2 separate regions of the Mus musculus genome follow, and region 1 is linked to region 2. The links are chromatin contacts, called in public Hi-C maps. All regions are on one chromosome and are shown on one strand. The core of a region is the stretch at or near the end of the contact, and the rest is flanking DNA. Distances in the headings are between cores, read along the strand shown.

The links. A called contact is a pair of places that touch in the nucleus more often than the background predicts.
Region 1: a contact with region 2 is called in a Hi-C map of myocytes, with 2.2 times the contacts expected there. The contact joins the promoter of Tmem171 here to the enhancer-like site in region 2. A contact is called at or near these places in 2 of 39 promoter capture datasets (3T3-L1-derived adipocytes and embryonic stem cells), 1 of 15 datasets of contacts at CTCF or cohesin (CD8 T cells), 3 of 484 Hi-C or Micro-C datasets (muscle stem cells, myocytes and nephron progenitors), 2 of 115 datasets of contacts at active chromatin or transcription factors (CD8 T cells and embryonic stem cells) and 1 of 9 other capture datasets (adipose tissue).

The regions. Positions count from the first base shown.
Region 1 is chr13:98,691,149-98,696,123 of GRCm38.p6, reverse strand. Tmem171 (transmembrane protein 171) reads left to right here and starts at 1,282. Exons shown (of 4, transcript NM_001373965.1): 1 at 1,282-1,318; 2 at 3,407-4,120. The coding sequence starts at 3,484.
Region 2 is chr13:98,650,977-98,655,765 of GRCm38.p6, reverse strand. No RefSeq gene overlaps it. Among named protein-coding and RNA genes, the nearest start is that of Tmem174, 16 kb to the right of the region's middle. Within about 2 kb of position 1,350, at least 24 of the 459 cell types and tissues checked have an H3K27ac peak or open chromatin away from gene starts, as enhancers often do. A contact at or near this core is called in muscle stem cells and myocytes, where this site is marked.

The sequences.
Region 1 (4,975 bases), core at 33-2,532, 40 kb before region 2:
GTTAGAGACCCCATGCTCAGAGCACCCTGACTGTGAGAAAGCCCACATCTGGCCCGCTAGACCTGTGTGCCCACCACATCCCCATGGCTATGTGCTTCCCTGGTGAGCCCCCATCTTACCCTTCCCACTCCACCAGTCCCCAAACCTTTTTGACCCCACCGTGACCCCTTTCTTTGCCTCTGCTTACCAAGCCTAACTCATCCATCAGGAAGCTAACAAGAATGGATGGGCTTTCAAGGAGACAGGAAGCTAGGGAGAAAAGGCAAGGGTGGGAAAGTCCCCAGAGCTCTGGGTGCCTCTGTGTTTGGGTCCAGAGCACACTTGACTTACCTCTCACAGTGGCCTGACCTCTGGTGTGGAAACTAGCACAGTTGGATAGTTGTCAAGTGTCACGGGGCAGGTTACAAATAGCATGGGGATTAGCAAACCCATCAGACACTCCGTTCAAGGGCAGGGAGAGTTAACAGTTTAATCTCCAGAGCTCCAGGAAGGGTGCTTTATGGCAAAGGAGGGCTGCATGCATATATATGACCAGGAAGGGACAGGGGTGACCCACTACAGGACTTGCTGGGTATAAGCTTCAGTCTACGAGCTAGGCTATCATGTTGAATGGTTAGCATACAAGGTCCCCGGCCTCACTCTTCAGGGACTCCTGGGGGTCCCCATTATCCTCTTGTAGAAAACTACCTGCGAGGTTCTAGGTCCCGGGACTCCCGTCAAGGTCTCAGAGTAGTATAGTAGAAGGGCCACCTGCCCTCGGACTGGCAGTGGCGGCAGAATGGCGGGGGTTGAGGGTGGGGGGCTGCTTGGTCGTGGACTGTGGCCCGACTTTCCCTGTTGCTCTTCCCCGGGGCTCAGGTATTCCTCAGCCGGCCCCTTCCCCCTCCCGGAGCGCTGCACCTAGGCTGCTAAGGGACCAGCTCCTTTCTCAGATGCCCGCCTCCGTGTCGCCACTTCACGCAGCCCCAGCTGGACTCGCTGGCACCCACAACTTGGTGGAGCGTGCCCATCTGCCTCCCCCCCGCCCCCCACGTCGATCCCTCGCTTGCACTGCCAAGTCTTATGGTCCCAGGGCCGCGAAGCTGACCCTAGTTCTGTGCTCCGGAGCGGCGCGCCGGTGCCTCAGGAGGGCAGCGCCCGGTGGCGGCCAGATCCTACCGGCCAGCCCTGCCCTGCCCTGCCCGGCCGCCGCACCCGCGAGCCGGGCTCTGCCTGGCTCTCTGCACACGGAGGAGGCCCGCCCTCCGCGCCCGGACGCGCAGAGAGGGTGTGCGTGGAGCCAGGGGTGTGGCGGAGAGTCCCAGGACCAGCAGCGCAGGTAAGGGGCTCCCCGAAAGGCAGCTGCTCCTGAGTCCCCGCAAAGACATTCTCCTCTCCAGGCCTTGCTTTGCCAACCCTCCAGAGCTTTGGATGAAGAGATGTGCCGTTGATTTGGGTCTGGCTTTTGGAATATGCAAAGGAGCGTTTAGTAGGGCAGATTTGGCTTTGTGAGGAAACTGAGTTTAGAGTAGAAAAAGTTCGGCTTCGTATATAATTTCCCATCTATTTGGTTGTCCCTGGGTGTCCGTGTTTTGAGCGCACCTAAGGGGGCCGCTGAAGCGATCCTCGCCTTAGTTTGGATCAGGGACAAACATGTTCTAGTAGGTGTCCTGGAGTGAAAGAAAGTACAAATCTAGTTCGGTGCTTCTACTGTTTTTGTGTTGGTGTTTGAGAATTTGCCTTAAAACAGGTGAAGCTCAGCGACTGGCTACAAAGCTGAAGACACCAAAAAAACCCAGTGAGTTAAAGCAGCGGTGGGATTATGTGATTGGGGGAAGATGTGTTTTAAATTAGCAGGATGCTTTAAGTCTTCCATCTTAGCATCACCATGAAATGTGGCTTTTGCAAGTTTGAGAGAAATGCATCCTTCACTCCTCTGCGTCTTCTTCTTCTTCTTCTTCTTCTTCTTTTTTTTTTCTCCACTTCCTTCTGATTCTATCACACTCTCCCTGGGAAAAGCACTTCCTAGGACAGCAATGTCACCCATCTCCTTCCATCACCCAAACTCACCTTCCTTACCCACGAGCCTGGCAAGATGATCTTGGTCTTGCAGCTGTGAGCTCCGTCAGAGGATCATGAATGTGAATGGCAGAATATGTTTGAAAGTTTTCTGTGTTTGACTATGTCCTTCCTGACTTTGGATTGTGTTCGTGAGAGCTACAGTGAGGTCTTGTACTCCCATTTACCAGACTGAGGCAAGGTCAATGGTTCAAAGATCAGTGCTGTGTGAACCAGCATGCCCTTTAACCATTGCTTGCGAGGTCAGGTAATAATACTCTTTTGTTTTTGTTTTATTTTGAGACAGGGTCTCTCTATTACGTAGCTCTGGCTGTCTTGGAACTCACTCTGTAGATCAGGCTGGCCTCAAGCTTAGAGATCCTCCTACCACTGTCTCCCATTAATGGTGTGTGCCACCGTGACCTTGTGTCGACTCGTGGAAGGTGCTTTTTCACTTAGTTCCACTTTTGGTTTCCCAGCAAGTTTTGTTAGCCTTCTGTGCTTTGTAACTACTCTCTGTTTACTGTGTCTAGGCCTCTGTGGAAGTAGGTGGCACTGTGGAGGAGGGTGCCTGACGGCCACTTGCCACCTGTCCGCCTACCTGAGGACACTGTCCGCCTTGGCGATGGGGCTAGACGTCACCTGTTGGGTCAGATCCTCTCAGGTCATGCCAGTGTCCTGAAACTGAGCTGCCAGTAGGGGCGGGGTGTCCGGGCAGCCTCGGGGTTTGCTTCTTGAAACCACAAGGATCACATTTTGACAGAATTAAAGTAAAAGTCCACAAACCCACTGTCTTTTCGAACCATCTTTTTGTTTTATCGAAACTGCTGACATTGGATCATGTGCTGAGGGAGCCTTACAATAGAGTGGGAAATGAAAAGTTGCTGGAGTCTTAAACAGGAAGTGGAAAGTTAGTTATTGGACAAAAATTTACCAAGATGCTCAGAGCAGTTCTGACATCATTCTAGGCAGTTGTAGATCAGAAACTATTCCTGTTGCTCTTTCCTTATCTGCCTTTTTTGGGGGGGGGGGCTGGAGGAATGAGTTTGTAGGACTCAGGACAGGAAAAGCCACACCCACACCACCAGTCATTTTATTTATTTTTTAAAAAGATTTTCTTATCTCAGAAGCATGGTAATTGAATTTCCTCTTTTTTTTGATATATTCATGAAATTACACATTTGGGAGTCTTTGAATGCCAGTTCACCTGACTCATAGGCCAAGTCATTGTTCTACAGTAGACCAATGACACGAAGTTCCGCCTCCTGACAGGTCACCCCTCTGTGATTTCTGCAATGGCCAGCAAGAGATCAGAACTGGTCAGACATACCTGTGCTCAAGGTAATTTTGCATTTATTATTGCTTGCAGAGCCTGCAACTGCTGGAGGGAAGGAAACACATTTCTTCACATCAGGGAACAACGAGGAGGCCTTTTCTTTTCTGGCCATGTCTTCTGTAGGAACTGCTGAGCCAGATGGAGACCAGAGGGACCGGCATGTCAGCAAGCTCATTTTCTTCCTCTTTGTCTTCGGTGCAGCTCTGTTGTGTGTTGGGGTCCTGCTCTCCATCTTTGGGTACCAGGCATGCCAATATAAGCCCCTCTCACACTGCAGCATAGTGCTGAAGATTGCTGGGCCTTCGTGTGCAGTGGTGGGCCTTGGGGCTGTGATTCTGGCCCGGTCCCGGGCACGCCTGCATCTACGGGAGCGACAGCGGCAAGGCCTTCAGGACCCTGACCAATCCTTCTTCTGTGGAGAGAGCCGCCAGTTTGCCCAGTGTCTCATCTTTGGGTTCTTGTTTCTGACCAGTGGCATGCTCATTAGCATACTGGGCATTTGGGTGCCAGGATGTGACTCAGATTGGGCACAGGAACCACTGAATGAGACAAACACCGGAGAAGGAGAACCCCAGATCTGTGGCTTCCTTTCTCTGCAGATCATGGGGCCCTTGGTTGTGCTTGTGGGACTGTGTTTCTTTGTGGTGGCCCATGTTAAGAAGAAAAACAACTTGAGTTCAAGCCGAGATACCTCTGAGGTCGAAGGTGGACACGCCCACAGCACGGAGCCTGTCCACATCACTGTAGGTAAGTGTCTGTCATTTGTGCACTTTCTCAAGTCACAGTGGATGTTGCTTTAAGACTTTACTGTGCTTCTCTAGGGCTGGTATAGATTCTTTTTCTCAATTCCTCTGTCTCATACTTGAGCACACAGATATCCTATCACCACCACCACCACCACCACCACCACACACACACACACACACATTGCTGTCCCTGCCTGTGGTATGCCCTGTGGGAATTCTTCTCTCACCAGCAACACTATCATTTAGCAGACGAATTAAGGCAGTGAGTATGGCCCTGACTGGGGACAAAGGTGGCTTTAGAGCCTTCTGTTGTCTTAGGGACCAACCAAGTGATTTCCATCTCCCTGGTCCTTCTCATGCTGGGCTGGAGCATCAGTTTCAGTTCAGGAACACTATTGGGGGTCCCCTCACTGTCTTCAGACACAGAAAGGTTGAGTAATAAGGGCCCCTGAGCTTGAAAGTGTGGAGGTACATAGAAGGGACAAATAGATAAGACACAGCTCATGTTTGGGACATCCTCTGGCCCCTTCACTGGTGATGGGCGAAGGGAATGAGCTCACTGGGTCTCGGGACTCCCGAGGTACCAGGCTTGGAGGGGACGAGCAGATGAGTTTGTAGAATGCACTGTCCTTAACTAGAGCAAACTCTCCAGCTCACTTATTTGTGTCTATAAATGTTTATAGAGACAATGCAAGTCTCATGCTAACTAGTGCTCACAGAGGATCTAATTCTGTGCCAAACACTACTCTAGGGTTAAAGAGCTTACTGTCTGAGATTCAGCCATGCTTAGCATGACCCATCAAGGCAGACTTACCATCTCCACGTGAGATGGAAAGAAAGAGAGGCCCGAGGTTAC
Region 2 (4,789 bases), core at 101-2,600:
TGTGTTTACTTGTGTGCATGAGTACATGCATGTGTGAGTGTGTGTGTGTATGTGTTAATCCATTGGTTTAATTAGGGTTATTTACAGAAGCTGGGTGGCCAGTGGTTTACAGAAGCATGGATGTGTTACCCATGGCTACACCAGCTTCTGTTTTCGTAGGACCAACACGGCCACTCCCCAGCAGTCCTTGCTTCTTTTCACACCGTGCCACTTCAGCTGTGGCCAACAGCTTCCATCTGCTCCTCTTGTTTCTGAACACAGAGCTGACACCCAGTTATGTAGTTCTGAGCTGGGACAAACAGGCTTTAAGACTCTTGGCTAGGGTGCCCAGCGTGTATGTGTTGGTCCAGCCTCCTGGGCTCTCCTCAGCACCTGTGTGGATGGTAGGGCAGCCTTTGTGCTAGAAACCCACCTCAAGCCAGTCACATGGGAGTCCTGGATGAGAAGAAGAGAGGACAAAGCCTTGCTTTCCATCCTTACTCCATCCTAGTTTTGTACAAAGAACTGGATGTTTGCACATTCCAAGCCATGGCCTGTCACCACCATTGGCTTCTTCTCCTAGTCCTCTTTTCTCCTGTTTGCCTTCCTTCCTTATTTCTAGCATGGAGTTTTTTATTCCAAAAATAGCAATGTGTTTCATCATTGTGTACACACACACACACACACATACACACACACACACACACACACGAATCACACATGCACACAAGAGTTTTGTTAAGTATGAACACAACTTTAATTTACATATTTTATGATATACTTTGCTCTCATGGCTGGGCATTATCCCCCATTCCTAACTCCCCCTCCCCCCAGATCCATATAAAAATATTTCTACAGTACTGGCCATTGGTCTTCAAGGGTTTTTCTACTGTGGCATCTGATGAGCACTGTTTAGTATTCCAGAGTCCTCAGCTATCCAGACTTCTTGTTATCTGAATCTAATTATTAGTGGGTTTTCTGGAGCTCCTGAAGGGACAAAAGGGCATTGCCCTTACAGCTGTCCAGCTGTGGTCTGCACAAAGGAAACCAACTGAATTCATATGTCAGACACTACAGGGAATAGGGTATTGGGTTGCAGCCCGCAAGGACACTTTGAATGCATCCTTAGGCCTTGCCTCTCAACTGGGAAGACCTCCAAGACTACCAGACCCACAGTCTTGTGTCCTCTGCCCTTCCCAGGGGGACTTCTTGCTTGAAGCTGGTAATGTTCTCCAAGGAAGAATTCCTTGGCTTTCCTCATATTTCATCAGGCACAGAAAAGTCTGGCAGCTGTTTAAGACCCCAGCCGGAGACTGACCTCAAATCATGCACATGTCTGCAAGGCCTTGCTGTTCTCCCCAGAGCAGCCGGGATATGTGCCTCAGAGCAGCCAAGAAGACCAGCCGGCATCCGCCCCAGGAGTTTCTGTGGTTGTTAGCTGAGCCGTGTCTTGGTGGCATTGAGGCTTACAGAGCCATGTGGAGCCTGGGAACAGACTACGGGTGGAGAGCAGCTGTGGGTCTCGGTCCCTCTGTCACTGCCAACAGCTAGGAGAGTGGATTCCATTCCAGGCAGCAGCAGTTCACACTGGGTGGCCTGAGCCTTGCGCATCCCATATCAGTATCACAGGCCCAGCCGGAGGAGAGCCCAGCTCCCTTTGGGAGAAATGGCCCTTCTCAAGATGGCCTTCTATCCTCGAGGCTTCTGGATCCAACCAAGCCTGACAGCAATTGTTGGCCAGGTCTCTTCCAGTCTGTGATTTCAGTGTGGGGAGGGGATGGCTGGTCCTTCAAGTGGCGTGCTTCCTCAAACACCGCAGAAGCCCACCTTAGCTGCACTCGAGTCACTGTAAATCTACCAATCAATCAAAGCAACAATCATGGGGCTAGAAGCGTGACTCTGTGGTAAAGATACAAATCAAAGCGACAGTCACGGGACAGGAAGTGTGACTGCATGGTAAAGAGCACGTATGTTGTCATATGTCATTTTCTGCGCTGTGTTCTCTCTGCCGTTTCGCCTGACCCTCAGTTTCTTACGAGGTAGGTACTGTCCTTTCATGTGGGTCCCTGGCCCCGATCCCGAGTGAGAGTCTTGGGCGGCAGTGAGCAGCGGGAGGAAGTGATAAACGACCCTGGAGACTGTTTCCGAGGACAGATGGTTTATTGAAATAGTGGGGCTAGTTTATATAGTTTATATAGCTCAAGTCAGGGGCAGGGGAGGAAAAAGAGCAAGAAAGGAAGTGTTGAGGGGAGGGGGTGGCAGGGATCTTCAAAATCTACCAGCTAGATTACGGGTCACATGATTTCTGAGAAGCCAGCTCCCCATCAGGGAAACAGACATGGCCTTTGTCTTTATGGAGTTGAGTAGGCCAGAGTCTGATTCGGATAGGGGGATGGCCTGCTGTCCAGGGTATGGGTAGCTCTCTACTGTCCCTCATCTGACTTGGGAACCCACACTCCCCAAACGAGGAAACTGAATGAAGGTCAGAAAGTCTAAGCAGCTGACTCAGTTCCACATCCAGAAGTTAGTGGGGGTGGGGTTTCACTGTAAGTGTTCTGGAACCCATGCTGTTAACCACTATGTGTGCGTGTGAATTTACACACACACTTAGACAGTGCCATCACTTGCGACAGTCACAGAATGGAAAGTCATTTCTCAGATGGTTTATCTGGCACCTCCCCTCTTTTGTGTTTCACTCATAAAGGATGGTCTGTAAGCAAGCGCCATCTCGGGGCCTTGCTTGATGTCCAGTGTCTGTGGAGGACTGAATATGTGCACTTCTGGTGAATTTCCCAGACGATGCTGGCATTACTGGTCTGGTGACCCTCCCTCAGAAATCGTCTTAGTCTGTTTCTTTGACTCTATAAGCGCATGACTGAGGCTAGAATCTTTAAGAAAGAAGCTGTTTATTTGGCTCACAATTTTGGAGGCTGGAAGTCCAAGAACAGGCAGCCAGACCCTTTTTTGGCTTCTGGGAGGGCCTCAGGGCAGAGAGCATTACAGTGACCAGAAGGTACTTAGAAGGGAGCCAGGTGGAGGGAGAGACAGGAAGCCAGAGGGATTCAGGGACTTGCTTTTGGGAGAATTGGTTTACTCTAAGGAACCACTGTTCGTCTCTTTTGAAGGTGATGCACCCAAAGACTTAAACGCTTGCCAGCACCTTTCAATGTTGCCATCTGGAGGAACAAGCCTGGAACATGACTCTTTGGGGGCCACATTCAAACTAAACCCAAGGCATAGCAGAGACCCACTTTGAGAGAGTAGGTTGGACAGGGACAGGACCCATGGACTGATTGCAGTGTTGTTCTGTAAATGGTCTAGCAATACTGGGGAAGCCTGGGGAGGCTTGCCGAGTGCACCGCCTTTAACAGAGGTGTTTATTTTTCAGCAACTCCAACTGGAACTCAGCAACAGAGCCAGAATGTGGTGGGTGGAATTCTAAAACATGTCCACCTCCAGGGGAAAAAAACAACATTCCCTTATCTCTCCCAACCCCCTATGCTGTGTGCTGTGAGTGTGTGTGTGATACTTAATCACATAGAAACCCACACCCCATCCCTGTGTGTGTGTGTGTGTGTAAATGTGTGTGTGAGACTATGTGTATATGTGAGAGAGACTTAATCAGATAGAAACCAGAGCCCCTCCTTCATGTGTGTGTGTGTGTCTGTGTGTGTCTCTCTCTCTCTCTCTCTCTGTGTGTGTGTGTGTGTGTGAGAGAGAGAGAGAGAGAGAGAGAGAGAGAGAGATTGAACTACATAGAAACCAGAGAACTTTCAATGGCTCTTGAGACAGAAGGATAAGGCAGACAGGGAAGCCATCCAAGTCCCTGTTGGCTCTGGCTGCAGGGTGCTGTGTGAGAAAGGCTGGGCGCTACTAGCATTATAAGGTGACCCAGTCCAACATCTGCTGGAGAATGAACTCTGCCAATAGCCTGGAGAAGCTCAGACAAATTCTTCCCTGAATGTCCATAAACCACGGCCGGGTCTGACCCCCACAGCTGGGAGTCCAGACGTGTGTAGCTGTCCTACAGTGGACAGCTGAGTTATACATACATGAATCCCCAAGGGCCAAAGCAAGCTGCTGCTCAGGGCAGCCCTACCCCTTCCGTCAGTTCCTCAGACCCTAAGCCGTGCCCATCCAGGGTGACTATGATCTATATTCCAGTTCTATCAAGCTAACGTGGAGGTCAATAAAGGGAAAAGACTAAAAATTGTCAGAACACGCTGAAAACCACCTGACCAGTCCACCCTAAGCAAACATGGGCAGACGCCCTTCATGGAAGAATAGTTCAAAAACACGTGAGGGAAACAGACCACCGCCCCTCATCCCTCCCTTCCTGCTTTTGAGATTAATCATCTAGAACACGGAGGCCCCGCCCCTCGCCAGGAGCTTGGGGAGCTTGAGTCAGGGGAAAGTCCAGAGAGGCAGGATTCACAGAGCGATGATGGCCCCAGCCTTTGTGGCTCATGCTATCCTTTAAACAAGGCGGTATCTAAACGTGCTGGGCTGCTTTTCAGTTTCAGTGATACTGGGATAGTTGCAGCAGTACAGCTCTGAGCCAATGAGTCCATCTTTTTATCTTGAGGCTAATAATATTCATTTGCTGCCACAGTCAGGCATAGGTAAATAAATAAAACAGGTCACTTCATAGTTCCTACTACTGTGACCACCCTCAAATGTTCCCAAGTACCTTGCACTGGACATTCACAAGAAGTAGAGACACTTCTCAGGGTTCAGATGCCAGTGTAGTGTTCTAAACTACTTTTTAATACAGTGTTCCTTTTGCTGAAAGTCTTTGTGAAGATGTTGA